2 separate regions of the Pan troglodytes genome follow, and region 2 is linked to region 1. The links are chromatin contacts, called in public HiChIP or PLAC-seq maps. All regions are on one chromosome and are shown on one strand. The core of a region is the stretch at or near the end of the contact, and the rest is flanking DNA. Distances in the headings are between cores, read along the strand shown.

The links. HiChIP or PLAC-seq counts read pairs in DNA pulled down with a chosen protein or histone mark.
Region 2: an H3K4me3 HiChIP or PLAC-seq map of stem cell-derived excitatory neurons shows a contact between it and region 1, with 5 times the contacts expected there. The contact joins the promoter of MRPL17 here to the promoter of SMPD1 in region 1. A contact is called at or near these places in 1 of 7 Hi-C or Micro-C datasets (stem cell-derived neural progenitor cells) and 1 of 1 datasets of contacts at active chromatin or transcription factors (stem cell-derived excitatory neurons).

Annotation. Positions count from the first base shown.
Region 1 is chr9:10,535,660-10,541,186 of NHGRI_mPanTro3-v2.0_pri, reverse strand. It overlaps SMPD1 (sphingomyelin phosphodiesterase 1), which reads right to left and starts at 2,592. Exons shown (of 6, transcript XM_508253.9): 1 at 1,989-2,592; 2 at 749-1,521. The coding sequence starts at 2,294. LOC129136402 (a long non-coding RNA gene) reads left to right here and starts at 2,564. Exons shown (of 3, transcript XR_010147121.1): 1 at 2,564-2,786; 2 at 4,766-4,885.
Region 2 is chr9:10,828,716-10,834,870 of NHGRI_mPanTro3-v2.0_pri, reverse strand. It overlaps MRPL17 (mitochondrial ribosomal protein L17), which reads left to right and starts at 2,461. Exons shown (of 3, transcript XM_001166071.7): 1 at 2,461-2,998; 2 at 3,306-3,374; 3 at 3,719-4,301. The coding sequence starts at 2,825. The coding sequence ends at 4,003.

The DNA of each region.
Region 1 (5,527 bases), core at 1,343-3,842:
AAAGGGGGAAATCATTTCCAGAGGGCCAACATGAGCAAAGACACAGCTGGGGCATAGAGAGGTTATGCTGCCAGACCTTTGAAGTAGGGTGGTGAAGATAAGAGTAGAAAGGGAGGGCTGGAAAGCCGGGTGCAGTGGCTCATGCCTGTGATCCCAGCACTTTGGGAGGCCGAGGTGGGCAGATCATGAGGTCAGGAGATCAAGACCATCTTGGCCAACATGGTGAAACCCCATCTCTACTAAAAATACAAAAATTAGCTGGGTGTGGTGGCGTGCACCTGTAGTCCCAGGTACTTGGGAGGCTGAGGCAGAATTGCTTGAACCCAGGAGGTGGAAGCTGTAGTGAGCTGAGATGGTGCCACTGCACTCCAGCCTGGGCAACAGAGCAAGATTCCATCTCAAAAAAAAAAAAAAAAAAGAGGGCCAGGAGCAGTAGCTGATGCCTGTGGTCCCAGCATTTTGGGAGGCCGAGGCGGGAGGATTGCTTGAGGTTAGGTGTTTGAGACCAGCCTGGGCAACATAGCAAGATCTTCTCTCTACAAAAACTAAACTAAAATTAAAAAAAAAAAAAAATAGCCTGGTGTGGCAAAAGAGTAGAAAGGGAAGGAGGAGTCAGATTAGGGGAGCCAAATGAAGAGCACTAAGGACTCATGCTAGAGCAATCAGAGACAATGCCCCAGGTTCCCTTTTCCCTTCACTTTCATTCACCTTTCTTTTCCCTTCCTGGGTTTCCATGGACGATAAGTACCTGAGGGTGCGCAGGGCTTCAGCAGGCAGCCAGGGCTCCCAAGCCTTGGCCATCGCTTCATAGAGCCAGCGGGAGGAGTGGTTGCCCTCAATGAAGGGGGGAGGGAAGCTATTGACAGGTGTGCTTTCATGGTTACCCACAGCAGGGTACACTGGCACTGGCCCCAGGAACTTCCTCACAAGTGCTGTGACAGTGGTCAGGGCCCGCAGTTGGTCCTGACGAGTCTGGTGCCAGACATCATGTGCGGGGATGTCTCCTGTCCAGTACACCATATCAAAAGGGCCGGCTGGGCCCAGCCCACTCAACAGGCTCTCCAGGGTCCTCAGGGGCAGGTCACACTTGCTGTATTCGCCCCAGTATCCGGCACCTGGCCGGGACGCGGGCGGCAGGCCAGAACCCCGGCGGCAACACAGTGGGTCTGCACAGTCAGGGTCCATGCCCTCCAGGTAGTCATGATCCCAGTGCAGGTCAGTGAGGAAGAGGATGCGGCTGACAGGGGCGCCTGGGGCTGGGGGGCTAGGAGGTTTGGGGGGCGGCTTCGGCACAGTAGGCAAAGAGATGTTCCAAGATGAGAAAATGTCCCAGTGCCCACAGGTGGAGCCCAGGAGCAGGCCACAGGCCTCAGATGGGCTCAGCACTGAGCGTCTCCACACCTCCACCATGTCATCCTCAAAGAGGTGGACAATGGATTGGCACACGGCAGGTGGTGCTATCTTCAGCAGATTGCACAGCTTGATGGCCACGGAGCCCACGCGAGCCACATTGGGTTCCTTCTGCAGTGGGAGGAGCGCATGGTGAGAAATCAGAGGCAGAGCAGAGGAACAAGGCCAACCCCTGGCCACCACCCCTTGGGCCTCCATTTCCAAACTGGGGCTGGGCAGGACTCAGTGCACCAAGCTCAGTGCACACCTTTGCCTTCCAGATATTGCCCTGTAACTCAGGCAGCGCCAGGCCATCGCTTCTTCTTTAGCTCAGCGGCCTGTGGCATGAGGCCTTTGCTTGGCAAGCTGACTTCCTCAGGCACTGTCTGCATTATTTTCTTACTTCACAAAGGTCACAATGGGGTGATGGTGGCATGTAGCCATGGGTGTCCCCAAAGGGGAGCAAACTCAGTGATGGATTGTAGATGCCACCCTCTCCATCAGGGATGCGTTCTGAGCCCAGCGCACCAGCATCAGACCCAGCCCCCAGCCCCAGCACTCCTTTCGGCCTCCTCCACTGCAGCCCCTTCAGTGCTCACCTTCAGCCCGAGGTTGATGGCGGTGAATAGACCTTTGCAGACTGGGCAGGTGAGGTTCCCCCACCCAAAGACATCTCGGAGCCGGGGCACTATGCGATGTAACCTGGCAGGATGGCCTTGGGGAGAAACAGGGTGAGCCTCTGCCGGAGCCCAGAGAACCCGAGAGTCAGACAGAGCCAGCGCCAGCGCCAGCGCCAGTACCAGGCCCATCCAAAGGAGTCCGGGGGCTCTGGCGGTCCCGTCTTGTCCCTGTTCCCGGCCGGACCTGGGGCAGCTCTGGCGGAGTGACGCTCCGTAGCGGGGCATTGTCGGGCTTCCTACACGGGGCTGGTTCGTCTGTCCCGTCCCCACCGGCCTGGACCCTAGCCAGCCCTCAGGGCCCCGGGCGGCGCTGGGGACACCCGATTACCCTTCTCTGTAGTCGGCTGACTGCTCCGCTGCCGGCCGCAAAGCAGCTCCGCCCCTTCCTCTTCCTCTGATCTCTAACAGCTGATCTCTCGGTGGCGGGCAGCTGTCAACGCTGCGGAGGCGGAGCGGGCGGGGCGCTCCCGGGACCGCCCCGATTCCGCCCCCTCTCCCTGCCCCCGCCCTGCCCCGGGCGCACGGGCTGCGGGGGTGGGGACTCTCCCTGAGGTCACCAGGGGCTCCGCCTTGAGGTCACAGCCGCGGGAGGCCGTGCTCGTGCTTTGGAGCTCCACGTGATGTGGTCGGTGGAAGACGTCTCCTTTGTCAGAATCTGCGCTCAGATTCCCGGAATAGCTGCCAGACCGACCCCAGCGTTGAGCCCGGGAAGGGAAGGTAGGAGAGAGCAGGGCCGGCAGGATCCTCCCACTGGGTGTGTTGCCTCTGACACGAAGGCGCCTTCCCTCGATTTCCCTTGCTCTGCCACTGGCACCAGCCCTCTTGAGTCACCCTGAGAATCACTCACCTGTGATTCAGATGAGGAAACAAACCTTAGAGATGGTGAAGAGACTAGGAAGCCGTAAAGACCATATAGCCATGGGGGCCAATAACATGGGCTGGAACCCAATTGGGTCTCCCACCTCCGTGTATCCACGACAGTAAAAGCGAGCATTTATGGAGTTGTTTACGATGTGCCAAGCACCAACCCAGGCACTTTATAATTAATAATCTTCAATTCTCACAACAACCCTAAGAAGTACCTATTATATTGGGGCTCAGAAATCCATACCCAAAATATGGTGGTTTGACTTACTAAGTTAAGCCTTAAGGTCTGTCTGACCTTCCTACTCCCGCCCCCTTTCTCCCAAAGCCGTTACCAAGCGTCCAGACCCATCAGAAGGAACAACTGTTTTTTTCTTCCCCTCCCTATAAAACCAAGAATATAATCACACCTGAACAGACCCTTTCACATGATAATGTACTAGTTAATCTGTTCCCTGATCCATTCCTTCTCCCTCAGCAGAATTCCTCTTCCCCTCACTCCCATAACCCGCTTTGCCTGAATGACACATAAGCTTCTGAACTCGTTTGGGAAGTGGGTAGTCACTCTGTGGTTCCCCGTGGACACATTAATAAAATTTCTATGCCTTTTCTTCAATTAATCTGTTTTTTGTGGGTTGATTTTTCAGCAGAATTTCAGAGGGCGAAGGGAAAGTTTCCCTTGGTCCCTACAAATACTATTATTACCCCCCTTTACAGATAGGATGAGGCACAAAGAAGTTAAGTGGCAGAATAGCAATTAAACCCTAAGCTGTTTGACGAGTGCTTCTGAGGGATCCTCAGAGCTATCAAGTCCTGTCAGTTCTTTCCTTTGATAATTTTTTACAAGTGTTTTTTTCCCCCAGTTCTGGGGACATCATCTCAGATAGAGTACTCACAGTAATAATTAGCATGCATTTTAAAGATTATGTACTATGAAAAACAAAACAAAACAAAACCTTTTTATCTAAGGAAGATGAGCCCCTTTAAATTATCAGGCCCAGACAGGCATTTAAAATGTAGCAACAGTCACTCTCACTCTTCTTTGAGCTAAGTAATTATCTCTTGAAACCACTTGCTATGCCAAGTAGCCATTAAATGCCATACACCTTATAGTTCAACAATGTATAGCCAAGCGCTAAACAATGTATAACCGGTGTTACTTCTGTAAACAATGAGAATTCCTGATGAACAACTTTTGTATTCACTTCCTCTCCTAATTCATCTTTCTTTCTTTGAAAATATGAGCCTCTCTTTTGTTGTCCAGAGTGCTCCCCCAAGACAACTTGCAAGTGTGTCCTGGGTCGCAGTCCTCAACCTTGGCCGTTGGCCCGAATAACCCTCTATAGGTACTTTTCTGAGGACTCTGCCTTAAGTTAATCCTCACAACAAATTTGGAAGTCGGTATTATAATTATCCCCATTTTACGGAGAAGGAAAGTAGGATTAAGTAAGTGGCTCAAGATCCCACAGCTAGCTAGTAAGTGCTGGAACTGGAATTTGGATGTGTCAAGCAAAACATGTCTGAGACAGGTCTCAATCGATTTAGAGGTTTATTTTGCCAAGGTTAAGGACATGGCTGGAAGAAATAAACACGGAATCGCAGAAACAGTCTGTGGTCTGTGGCTTTCTCCAAAGATCATTTTGAGGGCTTCAATATTTAAAGGGGAAAAGTGAGCTGGAGGGAAAGAAGAAGGGTATGGCAATCCACATGTCGCAAGAGAAAAGGAGCAGGTAGGGAGATACTCAATTATGTGTTCATCTGGCACTTTACATAAGATAAAGTAAATATGCCTGTGGAGATATTTAACCTTTTGTGTTTTTTTTTCGAGACAGAGTTTTCGCTGTTGTTGACCAGGCTGGAGTGCAATGGTGCAATCTCGGCTCACCACAACCTCTGCCTCCCGGGTTCAAGTGATTCTCCTGCCTCAGCCTACGGAGTAGCTGGGATTACAGGCATGTGCCACCACACCCGGCTAATTTTGTAAATATTTAACCTTTTGTCTGTAGCTATCTGCTTAGGAACAAAAGGAAAGGCAGCTTCTTGCATGACTCAGTTTTCAGTTTATTTTTTTTCCTTTTGGCATAGTCAACTGGAGTCCTGAGTTTTTATTTTCCTTTCACAAATGCAACATTCTGGCTCTATTCTTTGCTGTGTGGGGACCCATTCAGAACACCAGAGTTGGTATAACAATTATTTTAAGCCGAAGACATTTCAGATTCAATAGATGCAGAAATAAACCTTCTGGGAGCTTTCTTCATCTGATTAAAACTTCTGGGAAATGTCAACCTAAAGGGAAAAATCTAAGGCAAACTTGATATAAGTAGAGAGTTTATTTGGGCCAAGTTTGAAGACTGTGAAGCGAAGATTGAAGTTGCCCTGAGTATATGCTCCCAATTAGCAGAAGTCACAAGTGGGTTTTTAAAGGAGAAGAAGAGGCAGTTCCTAATGAGGACTAAGCTCTGATTTTTTCTTATCTTGCCCAAATTCCTATCGAAAGGGTCTGGGGAGTCATGCCCTACAAACCAGAAATTCTTATCAGTTGGGTTTTATTTAACACTATATATTGTGACTGACTTTTCAGTCATACTCTGGCA
Region 2 (6,155 bases), core at 1,212-3,711, 290 kb before region 1:
AATTAATGTGCATATGGAGCACATTAAACACTCTAAGGGAAAAGGTAGTCTCCTGAAATGCATGAAAGAAAATGATCAGAAAAAGAAGGGAGCCAAAGAGAAAGGTACCTGGATTCAGCTGACAGGCCAGCCTGCTGCACCAAGAGAAGCACACTTTGTGAGAACCAATGGAGAGGAGCCAGAGCTACCGGAACCTATTCCCTATGAATTCATGACATAATAGGTGCAAATAATACTAATAATAAAAGACCCTTGGACTGTAAAAAAAAATTGTTCCGTTAATATCAGCCCACAGAAATTGCAGAGAAAGCCAGTAGTAATGCTGCAAAAACAAAATGTAAGGAAATTGACATATAAAAAAGAATCAAATTTTGAAGACTACCAGAAGAGACAAGAGATGATGGTCTTGTATTGCCAGAAAAAGTCAAAAGGACAGTGTTTGATGCTACAATTGTTTTTACCAAGTGTAAGCATTTTTTAAGACAATGGATCAATGTTTCATTTTACCTAATTTTTGCTGAAGAAGAGACTCTTCACAAGTTTTTACCAATAGAAATTTATGATAAATTTTCTGGTGGGCTGGGCACAGTGGCTCACACCTGTAATCCCAGCACTTTGGGAGGCTGAGGCGGGCAGATCACCTGAGGTCAGGAGTTCGAGACCAGCCCGGCCAACATGGTGAAACCCCGTCTCTACTAAAAATACAAAAAAAATTAGCCAGGCGTGGTGGTGGGCGCCTGTAATCCCAGTTACTTGTGAGGCTGAGGCATGAGAATCGCTTGAACCCAGGAGGTGGAGGTTGCAGTGAGCCGAGACCACACCATTGCACTCCAGCCTGGGCAACAAGAAAGAAACTCCGTCTCAAAAATATATATATATAACCTGGTGAAAACATCTTAGTGAAATTTTTCAACTGCAAAGACAATTGAAAACTACAAGAATTGCTCCCAAAGAAACAAAACATGAATGGTAATTGTAATTTCTGTAATTTATTGTAAATTTCTTTAATTGTGAAGTGTGATTTGTATAAATCTCTGTCAATGTATTTATATGTTCATGACTTTTCCTATTTGCATATTTGTTCCTTCATATTAAAGAAACTTTTCAAAATTAAAATTAGCAAAGAAGTGTTCTTTGGTCACCTATAAGCTGACAAAGTGACAAATCTATACGTCTACTGAATATGTACATGTAAAGAGGAGTGAATTCATTTCCTAAGACTGCTGTAACAAACTATCACAAACTGTGGAACTTAAAACAACAGAAATTTATTGTTTTGTGGCTCTGGAGGCTAGAAGTAAGAAAGCGATGTGTTGGCAGCAGGGTCATGCTCTCTGACAGATCTGAAAAAGAATGCGTTTTATACCTTTCCCTTGGCTTCAGGTGTGCTCCAGCAATCCTTGGTGTTCATTCATTGATTTGCAACTGCTTAACTCCATAATCTCTGCTTTCAAGGTCACATGGCTTTCTCCCTGTATGTCTCTGTCTTTACCTGGTCGGCATCACCCTGTGTCCATCTCTCTCTCTTCATGCGCATTTTTTTTTTTTTTTTTTTTTTTTTTTTTTTGAGATAGAGCCTCACTCTGTCGCCCAGGCTAGAGTGCAGTGGCCCGATCTCAGCTCACTGCAACCTCTGCCTCCCGGGTTCAAGCTATTCTCCTGCCTCAGCCTCCCGAGTAGCTGGAATTACAGGCATGAGCCACCACGCCTGGCTAATTTTTGTGTTTTTAGTAGAGACGGGGTTTCGCCATGTTGGCCAGGCTGGTCTCGAATTCCTGACCTCAGGTGATCCGCCCGCCTCGGCCTCCCAAAGTGCTGGAATTACAAGCGTGAGCCACCGTGCCCGGCCTGCATATATGTATGTACGTATACATGTGTCTATCTATCTAGCTAGCTAGACACTAGGCATTTTGGATTAGGCGCCCACCTATGCCTGCATGACTTCATCTTAACAAATGACATCTGCAATGACCCTATTTCCACATAAGGTCACATTCTCAGTTACTGCAGGTTAGGACTTAACATAGCTTTTTGGGGACGGGAAGAATCATGGGGGAAGACACAATTCAACCCATAACAAGGAATAATTTTGACAGTCATTGACAATTTGCAGATGTTAAGGCTCAAAAACAAACTATAATATTATTGTTCATTAACACATAAATGTGTAGGTATGTTTTTTCCCCTTAAAAAGACACACTGGTGTAATTAAAAACAATCTACTACTTTTCCCTTTAGTGCTGTAATTTTTTTAACTGGAATGATTACTTCAATAAAAGAAAAATTTCACTATCTGCGTTTCTTTTGCGGGCATCGTTATTATCCATCTCACCATTACTACTGAAAATCACTGTGTTAAAAACAATGCGTACGGGTGTCAACCAGGCCAGCTGGCCACTGCTGGACCGGGTAGGGCCGTCGGCCCGCAGGACCCCGAACCCTCCGGATGCCTTTCTCTTCGGACGCTCTCTTTCCCAGGAGTCTCCGCGGCGGAGCGCCCCATCGCCCTAAATGCCACTGGCTGACGCAGCCCAAAAAAAAAACCCGATGGCCCGCTTATCCCACACTAGGGGGCGCCTGGTTCTTCAGCCGCCACAGAGCGCTCTGGATGCCTGAAGCCCGCCCAGCTCGCCGCCTCTGGAAAAGCTCAACACCGTTTCTCCGCCCTTCCCGAGATTGCCAACGAGGCAGGCTCTGATGCGCATGCGCAAACACGTTCACCACGCTCCGAGCTAAGGCGCATGCGTTCCCTGAAATTGCCGCCACCGGGTCTACCTTCCAGTTTCCAGTTCCGGCCTCCAAGGGGCGGGCAGAAGTTGGAAACATGCGGCTGTCGGTCGCTGCAGCGATCTCCCATGGCCGCGTATTTCGCCGTATGGGCCTCGGTCCGGAGTCCCGCATCCATCTGTTGCGGAACTTGCTCACAGGGCTGGTGCGGCACGAACGCATCGAGGCACCATGGGCGCGTGTGGACGAAATGAGGGGCTACGCGGAGAAGGTGAGGAGCGGGGCCCTCTTGTCCACTCTGCGGGTCTGGTCTGAGGGGGCGGAGCCGGCTGCAAGTGGAAAGGGACCGGGACCAACCTGGTAAACCATTCCCCAAGTCTGAGTCCCCCAGAACCTTGGGCTGAACCCGCCCCTCCATCGCTTCTAATGGAAGACTGGTTAGGGCTGCGGAGTTAGGGGTGGCGTAGATTGGAGATGCTTTGCTAGTGGAAAGAATGGATTGCCGTCCGGCATTAGAGAAATTAGATTGGCACCTTGTTTTCTTGCTCGGTTGGATCCGTGATGTTACGTCCTCACAGCTCATCGACTATGGGAAGCTGGGAGACACTAACGAACGAGCCATGCGCATGGCTGACTTCTGGCTCACAGTGAGTGCGACCTATCTGCCTTCAAAATCCCACCCTTTGCTCCCTGGGGGTGGGGGTTGGAAAAAGGAGAACTATGCAGAATTAAACTTGGGTACTCACTTATGGGCCAGTGCTGCTAACTAAATTAGAAACTGTGTCTTAAGTTAGTTGAAGTCGATGTGAATATATCTCTGCACAACTGCCTTTAAACGACCCCTTTGTGTAACACTGACTCTGCCAGATTGGCGAGGGGAGGGGGAGGTCTTTCTATGTGTGGATGGACCTTACCTTTGGGAATGGTGTAAAGTTAAATGCCTCTGCAGTTTTGCCTGACTCTGCTGTCTCTTGGATAATTCTCCCTCTAGGAGAAGGATTTGATCCCAAAGCTGTTTCAAGTACTGGCCCCTCGGTACAAAGATCAAACTGGGGGCTACACAAGAATGCTGCAGATCCCAAATCGGAGTTTGGATCGGGCCAAGATGGCAGTGATCGAGTATAAAGGGAATTGCCTCCCACCCCTGCCTCTGCCTCGCAGAGACAGCCACCTTACACTCCTAAACCAGCTGCTGCAGGGTTTGCGGCAGGACCTCAGGCAAAGCCAGGAAGCAAGCAACCACAGCTCCCACGCAGCTCAAACACCAGGGATTTAACTGGATCTGAAGAGTCTGCAGCCCTTAATCAGTACCCATGATAACAGGCCTTTGGAGCACTTTTACTCTCTGAGAAGAACTGGAGCTAGAGATGTAAAATGGACAGTCTTGATGGGGTTGAGAACCTTCTGGGGAGCCAGATGACCCTCTCTTTGCACAATAGATAAAAGTCTTTATATGAATATATATAAATTTATTTCTTTTTTCCTTCCTGTGGGATTTCTGGAGAATGAGAATTATCCAAATGCTCAGTCTACCTGAGATAGTAAATTCATGGCTTATGCTTCTGGTCCTTAAATTTGGGTTATTTTCGGTTAGTGCAATTTTGTTTTTCTTAATGCCAGTTTACATGGGAATGCATCCTATAATTCCAAATGTTGCTAGAGGTGGTTGTGTTTTGACATCTGGTCTCCTAGAGATGAGTGCTTGGGATTTCTTAGAGAAAGATTACTTCCTGACAGGGGTAGGGGAGTGACAATCTGCAAGTGAAACTTCCTTAAACAATCTAGTACCCTGCGAACCTTCAGGGGATACTGCATCAGTCCTCTGTTTTGAGGCAGGATCACACATTACCTTAATGTGTTCCCTTCAACCCCCTGAATGGGCCTGGGAGGAGAGGACCCAAGAATTCAGATGTTCCACCAGTTTGGCCAAAGGGGTGGAGACATTCAGCAGAGGATGTTGGGCTCCAGGATAAGCTCCTTCCTCTTGGTTGGGGGAAGGGGTAAGAAAGAGGGTCTATGCGAGAGAAGGATTAGGAAATTAAACCTCCTAGGAATTTCCTGGAAGTTTTTATTGTTGTCAAATCTGGCCTCTCTGGGAACCCAGAAAAGGGAAATCCGGCTTCAGAATGTGAGAAGCTGGGAGCCCCTTTCTTGGCACAGCCAGGCTGCCGTTCCCTTGGGTTCAGAGGCTTTAGTAGGGTGGTAGTTATGGAAAGACTTAGAAAGGAGCCATCAGTCTTGGTCCGAACACTTGATAGCAGTGCCTGATAATTGCCATATCCCCAGTAAAGTAGGTAGAAGAGATTTTATCTTAGGCTCTATCTTCTGAGTGTATTTGGCCCACTGAACCCATCCACTGTCGGAGATAATAAGTAAGAGTAAGGGTAAAGGGATCACTGGTGTAGCAGACATGGCTTCAGTGACAGAATGAACTATTCTGGTGCTAATTTAGCTGTAGCTGCCTTAGTCTGATACTCATCTACTCCCAACAGAGCTCTTTATCTCTTTTTCTCTACTCTGGTTTGTTCTTCACACTATAGCCAGAAAGCTGTTATATTTTAAATGAAATATAGTAGACACTCAAAACATTTATGAAATAAAGCTACAACTCTGCTTCTGCTAAAAAATATACCCCTCTTCTGTCTTAGCATGAATATCCACCCTAGCTAGGTATCTAGGAGTCATACCTAACTTCTAGAGAAACCACTTTACTTAAAACCACATCTTTATTTTAAATAGATGGATTGTGGCTGGGCTCCTGTAGCTTTTCCTCTTAGACCCCAGAAATATATCTCCCTTTGGGACTTCCAACAGTTCCCTACATGCTTTTTGAGCATCTGCTAGTTCCCAGCATCAATTTAGGCAGAAGGGATACAATATCCACTGTTCGTCTAATAGAGACTAGAGATAAGAAACAACCTGTACCATCAATGAGCTCACAGTAACAGGCCACTGCCACTACCACAGTGGCCTCAAGGGACACTGCTTCCCCTTTAATATTTTGGTCCAAATAAAAGTACATGAATCCTAAAACATTTGCTAAAGGCTCAGGGATAACACAAAGAAAGTAACAGCATCGAGAATTTTACTGCCGGGTGCGGTGGCTCACGCCTGTAATCCCAGCACTTTGGGAGGCCAAGGCGGGTGGATCGTAAGGTCAGGAGATCAAGACCATCCTGGCTAACATGGTGAAACCCCGTCTCCACTAAAAATACAAAAAGTTAGCTGGGCGTGGTGGCGGGCACCTATAGTCCCAGCTACTCAGGAGGCTGAGGCAGGAGAATGGCGTGAACCTGGGAGGCGGAGCTTGCAGTGAGCTGAGATTGTGCCACTGCACTCCAGCCTGGGCAACAGAGCGAGACTCTGTCTCAAAAAAAAAAAAAAAGAATTTTACTAATCTGGCTTATAAATAACTTTTCTTCAACTAG